Linked DNA regions of Sus scrofa: all the other regions are linked to region 2. A link is a contact called in public HiChIP or PLAC-seq data. All regions are on one chromosome and are shown on one strand. The core of a region is the stretch at or near the end of the contact, and the rest is flanking DNA. Distances in the headings are between cores, read along the strand shown.

What was found. HiChIP or PLAC-seq counts read pairs in DNA pulled down with a chosen protein or histone mark.
Region 1: a contact with region 2 is called in an H3K27ac HiChIP or PLAC-seq map of alveolar macrophages. The contact joins the promoter of LOC100152428 here to the promoter of NRIP1 in region 2. A contact is called at or near these places in 2 of 47 Hi-C or Micro-C datasets (embryonic fibroblasts and heart right ventricle) and 2 of 2 datasets of contacts at active chromatin or transcription factors (alveolar macrophages and skeletal muscle).
Region 3: a contact with region 2 is called in an H3K27ac HiChIP or PLAC-seq map of alveolar macrophages. The contact joins the promoter of HSPA13 here to the promoter of NRIP1 in region 2. A contact is called at or near these places in 2 of 5 promoter capture datasets (fetal liver and liver), 3 of 47 Hi-C or Micro-C datasets (embryonic fibroblasts, heart right ventricle and liver) and 2 of 2 datasets of contacts at active chromatin or transcription factors (alveolar macrophages and skeletal muscle).

The regions. Positions count from the first base shown.
Region 1 is chr13:179,224,037-179,226,736 of Sscrofa11.1, reverse strand. LOC100152428 (multidrug resistance-associated protein 1) reads right to left here and starts at 1,377. Exons shown (of 28, transcript XM_005670294.3): 1 at 1,114-1,377. The coding sequence starts at 1,185.
Region 2 is chr13:179,914,832-179,917,531 of Sscrofa11.1, reverse strand. It overlaps NRIP1 (nuclear receptor-interacting protein 1), which reads left to right and starts at 1,306. Exons shown (of 3, transcript XM_021070819.1): 1 at 1,306-2,648.
Region 3 is chr13:179,319,914-179,322,613 of Sscrofa11.1, reverse strand. HSPA13 (heat shock 70 kDa protein 13) reads left to right here and starts at 1,317. Exons shown (of 5, transcript XM_001924920.6): 1 at 1,317-1,445. The coding sequence starts at 1,421. It overlaps LOC102161811 (a long non-coding RNA gene), which reads right to left and starts at 1,230. Exons shown (of 7, transcript XR_002338005.1): 1 at 1,100-1,230.

The DNA.
Region 1 (2,700 bases), core at 128-2,627, 690 kb after region 2:
TGTTTGGGTTTAGCAATTTCTTACCCTGTAAATTTGTAATTCATTGCCTTTGGCCACCTCTGCAGTTAGACTAATGATGTTAAACCAATTTCCCTGATTAAGTCTACAGTAAAGTGAAAAGGGGACTTATTCAATACTTATATTTTATAGATTTAAAAAAGTGCTTTACATATTATTTGTTTTACCTTGATAGAAATTTATAGTTTCTTTTTTCAATAAATTATTAATGTATAGTTGATTTCGAATATTGTGTCAATTTCTGCTGTACAACAAAGTGACCCAGTCATACATACACATACATTCTTTTTCTCATATAGTGTCATTTTTATATGTAATCAGAAGAATGGCTGTCATATTTATTTGACGCTTGTACTTATTAACAAAAGCCAGGATTTGAAAGGTTCTGTCCCCTGAATGTGAAATCCTTTTTAAAAATTTTTCTTTTTAGAACTACAGAACCCACATGTGCTAAGGGCTATTTCTAAGGTCTATTTCTAAGATCCTGTCTTGCATAGTGGTGAGAAATAAAACAAATTGAGTTTTTATTAGGGAAATCACTCCAGATATGCTACACAACTGCAGGGTTCCTTTCCTTAGCACATGACTTCTATCGTGGAGGAAGCACGTGTTGTGGGAGGAGAGGGGAGTGGCAGATCAAGGTACAGATAAGGTCTGCAGTTTCTGGATTTTCCGGAGGCCTCAGTGTCCCTGTACTCTGTCAGTTGACACACAGTTTATTTATCCCGAATCTCTCCTGGGGTTTTAATGGGCTCTACTGATGGTAAATTTCCATTCTGACCTCTACTCCTTCAGTCAAAGTCAAATCCATTCATTCTTTTCTCAAATGTGTGTTTCTGGTAACAGGGGAGTCACCTAATCCCTTCAAAAATGCCTCTTTGCTTAGGCAGCCACCTCCACTGAGATAGTGAAGGTTTAAGTTTCACACCATCCTCCTGAGCGTGTGTGTGTCTGATTTACTAGGAAAACAAAGATCTAAGACATCAATTCACGTTTCCAGATCTCAACAGTTAGCTCTCCCCACTTTCCTTTTTCCCTCAGACCAGCCAGAAAACCGCCCCGCTTTTTCCCACCCTGCTCCACCCCGAGCTTTACCTGCGTCCAGGAGCCTTGGGGGACCCGCTGGTAGGAGCCGCTAGCGCCCCATCTCCACAGGCTGGAAAACATGGCCCGCGGGGATTCTTGGCGACGGCGACAGCGACGGCTAAGGGAAGCGGAGAGAGGTGCTGCGGCTGTCACCTCTCTTGGCAGGGGACCGTCAGTCCCGCCGGAGCCTGGAAGGTGGAAGGAAGGGAGCACTCAGCCGGGCGTGTCAGCTGTCGCCCTGCCCTCTACCAGCACTTCCTGCCAGCGCCCTGAGCTGCGAGTTGGGGCAGGAAGGGAGGAAGGCGGGGGCTGAGAAGAAATGAGACCTTCGGTGGAGTCCAAAGATCTCTGCTTTTTGAGAAGTTTGCACTTGACTCAGTAGCTCCAGATTTCTCAATTTCCAGGGTTACTTTAGAAAACGTACCCCTTGTCTATAGAAGAGCAAACTCTTTTCCCCTTGGGATGTCATTTATTTATTTGCAAACAGAAGGTAAACAGCTGTCCCCTACAGAAAACTGTTAAGGACAACAAGTGTCAGTAGAATTTTACAGAAATTTTATTGCAAGGGGCTTTAAAATTAGAACGTTAATGGAATGCTTCCCTAAGTATTAGAAAACAGTAACAGTATATAGAATCTAAATTTTACTCTCCAAACTAATCATAAAGCTATGTAATAAGTGGAAACACATTGTAGTAACTAAGAGTAGCAAAGAACTAAATAAAATATGTGCCATACAAAGGGGGGTATGAAAATTAAGGATGACATTTTGCCTTTTAATAAATATTGATGGATCATAGACCTTGTATAAAGAAATGTTGGTGTGTGCAAATAATCATTTTCCATGGGATGTGTCATTGGTCTGATGAAGTACTTTGTTTCAATTGACTTAGAAATTGAAATAACAGAAGGAGGAGTAATTGTAAGAATTCTGTGTAGTGGGGATAAGGATAAGTCAACGTGATGATTTTACAAGGATGGGTATTGTGTTTCAGGACCAAGGAACATTCTGTCTGCTTCTTGAAATCAATGCTAGAGGTAGGCAGAAAAAATTAAATATTTAATACAAGGAAAAGCCAGTATCCTAAAGAAAGGGGCTCAAAGATGGTACTTAGGGGGAGTTTTGGTCTGCCCACAGAACAGGTCAAACTGAGAAATCCAAATATGTCTACACAGGGATTAAACCAAATGATACCTCATGGAATTAAAATACTGGGGAATGTTTAGAAACACAATTTATTTGACTCTCTTCAAACCATATTTGTCTGGCCCTATGCAAAACGGAAGTTGTAGTTTTCATTTTAAAGTAAATAAGACTGAAGAACTGAGGTCATAGTTCAAAACTTAGACATTTTGTCTCACTTCTTCCAGAATTTTTCACAAATTCACAGGCCGAAATAGGGACATGATCAATTCAGCAGCCTCTCCTTGAGGGGCCCTTTCCCCATCTGTATTTTTAAACTCTTCCCTCTGGATTCTACACAGAAAAGACAATGTCATCTTATACATTTAGTTCCTGCTTTTTCACATATAAGGAGAGAAGAAACTTGAACCTGTACCATGTGGGGTCGGGGGGGGGGGGGGTGGGGGACGAGGAC
Region 2 (2,700 bases), core at 57-2,556:
GAATTGCCTTACCCCACACCTGAACCCCAAGTAGAATTAAAGACTCTGTCCTGTGGCTATGACAGTATCTTGTCCAATATCTACCGGATGGCTACCGCTGGCACACACAGTGTGCCAGGGATAAGTGATGGAGGTACCCAAATGTGAACGAGAGGGATATGGCCCCTGGGGCTGTAGTACTTGAACTTAGAATGGTTAAACATCCTGTCACCAACTGGTGTGAACAATGCTCTAGCAGGACAGACTCAGGGAGCACATCATAAGCACGCCTCTCCCAGATGCCTTCTTTGTGGGGGATGAACATATTGAGCCCGAACTGTAAGTCTCTGAGCCCACAGGAACCCCAGGGTTTGTAAACCTACTTGTGTGTTTAAGTATATAAGCTCAAGGGTGTCTTTTTCACATCACGATTGGTTATATGAGAGTTGTCTTCACTACACAAATTACTGAATAGGCATTCTTATATTACATATATGCCCCAGTATCCTTGCAATGACTCTCTTAGCCAGGAAACTTAGGTATTGATTTTTTCAAAAAAAAAAAAAAAAAACAAAGAACAACAAAATAGCCCCAACACAATTAGAATGATTAAGTAAAAATGAATTCTGCAAAAGGTGTGCAATTTACTTAACACTAATGCACTACCAAAAAGAGTTCAGGATTTCAATGATTGGAGTTCTGTGAGGTTGAGAAGAGAGCTTAATAATGAGGTGAGCAGCTTTGTTAAGTCACCTAACATATTGCAGCAGACTTTTTTAACACTAGTGTTGGAGGGCAAGACCAAAACTTGATATAACCTGACTTAGGAAGTTGTTTATCTACCAACTGCAATCATCTAAAACTCTTGCTAAGAAGCAAAAAGAATATTTTCAGAGCAACAGTTGAGCGGTCCAAATGTGTCACAGAATCTATGCACTAAGGTTCATGTGCTTTACTCCTTGGTGAGCACATTAGTTCCTTCCAGGGAACCCACTCAGTTTTACTTTAGACTGTATTGTGACAAGTGAGGCTATCTGGATTCTCAGACCTCACCAGACTAGCAGCTGCCAATCAGAAGAGGAGGAGAATGTTGGAGGCAGGCATGCTGGCAAAAGAGAGAAAAGACACCAGATTGTCAGTTAGAGAAGGGGGAGAGAAACTACAACGGGCAGAGATAATCACTCAGTCCCAGTATCCCAGAGTCTTTCAGGGCAGAGACTGATGGCTTATATACCTCCTGGGAGCAGCCTTAACACCTTGGAAGAAGCCTGATAAAGAACAGGAACTGGACGTAGTTGCTAAATCCACTATAACCTACTATATAATAAACACTTTAAATAAAATTAACCCAGAATTTCGACAAAAAGCCAAACTGTTTTAGAAAACAGAAATATTTATAATACATAGAAAACATTTGTACAAGAGTTAAAACAAGTTTGACTTTTTTTATTTTTAAACAAGTTTGACTCCTTAAAGAGCCAAGCTCCAATTATGCTGATCATCACTTAATTGGAAGACTTGGCTTTGCATCAATCCTGGGTTAATGTTATGCTATAGAACAGCAGACTTTACCAAGTTGTCTTGAACAGATTTCAAACAGTGGTATATGCAAATAACAAACTATCATAAGAGGTCTAAACTGTATAAGAGGGCGACAGACTGCACAGTTGAATCAACCACCAGAGTGATGTAAAAGAATTGTTCTAAAATGCAGTATCACCATGGAGCAAAATAAACCTACCATGTACCCAGCACTGTGCTACGGGCTGGATTTAAGAATTAATTTGAAAAATTGCTTTCACTTTTCAGATTGTGAAGGTATTCCAGAACTCTCATTCATATTTGTAAAGGTTAAATGACATTTTAAATGCACAGCACAGCCATTACATAACAGGCATAGAATACTGTTTATGACTTGGATAGTTCTTTTTTTTAAGTGCACCAGCAACTCTATTTTCAAATGCTATGGAATTCACAAGGTTTCCTACATAGAAGAATGGAATGCCTCATCCACTCACTTGTTTTGTGTAATAAGTGTTTTAAAACAGGCATGCCATTTCGGAGTTTAAAGGGAGGCTAAGCTGCACTTTAGCGTTTCGGAGCAAGCAAAAACAATTTCAGCAACGGTACTCATTTCCCCCGGTAATTTTGTTTTTCATGGCGAGTTACTAAATGCTAGATGCTAGTAGTCAAAAAGAAACCTGACATCTGGGGAGGTGTTGAGGGGGTGTTAATAGTTCTAGTTAGATGTCTGGGGAGCGCTGAGGATAAGATTTTAAAACAGCAAATACAGGGAGAAAGGGGAAATTACGGTTTCGTATGACTCTCTCCTCCCTCCACTTTCTCTCTTCACCAATCCTTATCCCCCTCAATTTAGAGGCGGGTTCAGCGAGATCTGGCTGCAGGAAACCAAGAGGCTCCACCGCGCTGCCGCCCCAGCCTCGTGATGTAATTGTTATTTCTTATTCGGAGCTTGAACCAGGGAGAGCTGCTGAAGAAGTGGCAGCCCTGTGCCTTTTGCCTTGTCTGGTCGGGTCAGATTCTTCCCGGGGATGATGTAGATTCGCTGACGGACTCCGCTGGAGACTTCGCAGTGACAAAGCAGCTGAAGAAAAACCCTGCTCCTGGGTCCTCCGTCCGTCTGGGGAGCCGAACGGAGCACTCCTCAGGTCTCCTTCCCAGTTTTCCTCTGGGAGTCACTCCGCATTTAATCCCTGGGTG
Region 3 (2,700 bases), core at 68-2,567, 590 kb after region 2:
ACATCATAATAAATTACATTTATGTGTTTACCTTCTTTCTCTCCTGGTTGTTACTAGCGGCTAACACTGTGCTCAATAAATGATTTTCATGAATTAAGTGTTTGAATTATGCATTCTTCCTAAGGAAATGAGAGAGAATAGTATTCACAATAAATATATATACACTTTTTATTCTTTGCATTATGAAATACTTTTTAAAAATACACAAAAGTGGAGACAACATTATAATGAATCCCCATGAAACATAATTCAGTTTCAGCAACTATCAATATTTTCATACATATTTTTAAATCTTCTAGAAATCCAGTGGCAGATTATTCCCCTAGCAGGCTGACCTCTTGTCAACGGGATTGTTTGACTTATAATTAAGGTGAGGAAATAGATTTCAAGTCTCCGGGTCATAGTTTTAACGAACTTCAACTGCAGTAATGGACAAAATACTCTCAGAAGGCGCCAATTAAGTACTACCAGTGACCACGAAGCGAGAAAAATCGCGTCTGTTAAAGAGACTATAACCAGAAAAACGCTTCCCAAGTGTCCTGAATGTCCACAGCATGTTATGGGATCTGTGTATGAATGAAACCATTCCTATCACTTATGACTTAAGAGAAAGCTAGGGTATTTTGTTTAGATTTTTGTTTTCTTAGGCCACCTCAGTGTTAGCAATAGAGAAAATGTGTGTGTCCCCCACCACCTTTGGATAAATCTGACTGAAGACTTCCTGAATTCATTTTTCTCAAAACAAAAGCAGAGGACCGATGATCTTTAGGGAGTTACAGGGACGCCCGCCCCTGCTTCCCCCTTCGCCTGCCCGCACTGCGGCAGGGCCTCTTCTAGGGATGCTGGGGGCGCGGGGCGGAGCGGGGGGGGGGGTACGTTTACGCACCCGCATCTGGAATCTAAGATTCAAGGCAAAACAGCATGCTTCAAAAGCTAGTATCTACAACATAACAAAGGCTGGACCCTGGGCCTGCTTAGCGACATCACCAAAACGCAGTAACCTAACGGTCCTCACTCTCCCACAGGCGAGCGCAGAGAGGCCAAAACTACCCTTCCCAGAATGCAAAGCTGTGGGGCGGTGCTAAAGGAGAGTTTTTACCTCAATTTGGCTCGAGGCCCTTCAGGTTTGCTGGGTAAACCCAGTCCCTCCGCTCTGCTCTCCTCCAGCTCAGCCTAATTGGCTCGGTCGTCCGTGCGTGGGAGGGCGGCTCAGGCGTCACTGGCAGCGGTTGAATGGGGGCCCTTAGCTCCGCGTCCTCATGGTAAATGAAGTCCTTTCTCCAGCCGGCGGTGTAGTTTCTCCGGCCGCATCGCAGCAATTGGACTACATTTCCCAGGGAAGCGCGGGGCTGCCGGGGCGGTGTGGGGGCGGTGCCTCATATCTGGTACAGTCATCCCAAGCCTCTTCGGCGGGACTGTGATGGCTGGAGAGATGACGATCTTAGGTCAGTGACCGGGGTCTCTGAGGTTGTTTCGGGCACCGGAGCGGTTTGGGGAGGCCGGGCTGGAGGAGGCGGTTGTCGTATGTGCTGGATCCCGCTGGCGCAGCTGGAAGGGCGCCAGAAAGATGACTTAGAGGCGGTTTGGGGCTGTTTGCGACGTCGGGTTGGGGGTCTCTTCTAGGAAGGCCTGGGCCGCAGTAGGCCCAGGTAGGGCTGGCGGCCATCCTCTGCGTACATTCCAGGGACCTCGGGCATTGGGAAGAATTCTTTTCTAGAGAATGTCGATCTTTGAATCTTTGGTTGAATAGGGGCTTTTGAGAGGCTGCCAGAATGTGCGTCTCCTAGACCCCTTTGTGGAGGAAGGGGAGGAGCAAGCAGCAGCATCCTGACCTGTGGATTCCTGGGATGCTGGATTTTGAGAGGTCCGGGCCTCTTTGATGTATTGTCCAATGTTCTTTCCACCAATCTTGGAAGAAATTACCCTCTCGGGACGAGAAAGTGGTGAAATGCTTCGAAATGCGTATGTAGGAGCAAGAGGAAAGTGGGATTGGCACCTGATTTCATTTCTTTGAGTTATGTGTTGATGAGGATGAGCTAACAATTAGTTAAACTGACTCCTACAAATTGTCGTTTGGGGTTGTATGTAACATGGATGGACACAGGTGTATAACACAGTGTCCTGAAGCCAAATAAAAGATTAATTGTAAATTTAAAGCGGCCTCTTTCTTCATCACCCATGTATACAATTTTCATGGCTTTGGTTCATACATATTTTTTTTTCCATCAATTAATATTTATTGAACAATCTGAAGTTGGCTAGGGACCATTCTTGGTGCAGGGAATACAATGATAAACGAAACCTGACTTTAAGGAGCTTTGTGTTTTCATCAGGGTTACATACTTTTATTATTCTCCTTCCCTAAATATCTGTAAGAAGTATTTCCTTAATTCATATTTAATACAGAAAAAGGTAACTATGTTCTGTTATGAAGTGACAGTTTAATGTCTAAGCAACTTCCAAAATTATTTTAATACAGCTTATTCATTTCATCCTTTTGAAAGGAAAAAAGAGGGGGATAAAGAGGTTTAACCTTTAACAACAGGTTTTGCTGTGAAAATGTTAACAATAATGATATATAAAACATAAAACTGTAAATCTAAATAGCGATCGATCAGGATTTGGATTATATCTGGCTTTTGCTCTAGGTGAATGACTTTTCCTGTCAGCATTAGCACAGTTGTTATTCAAGTGTTTATA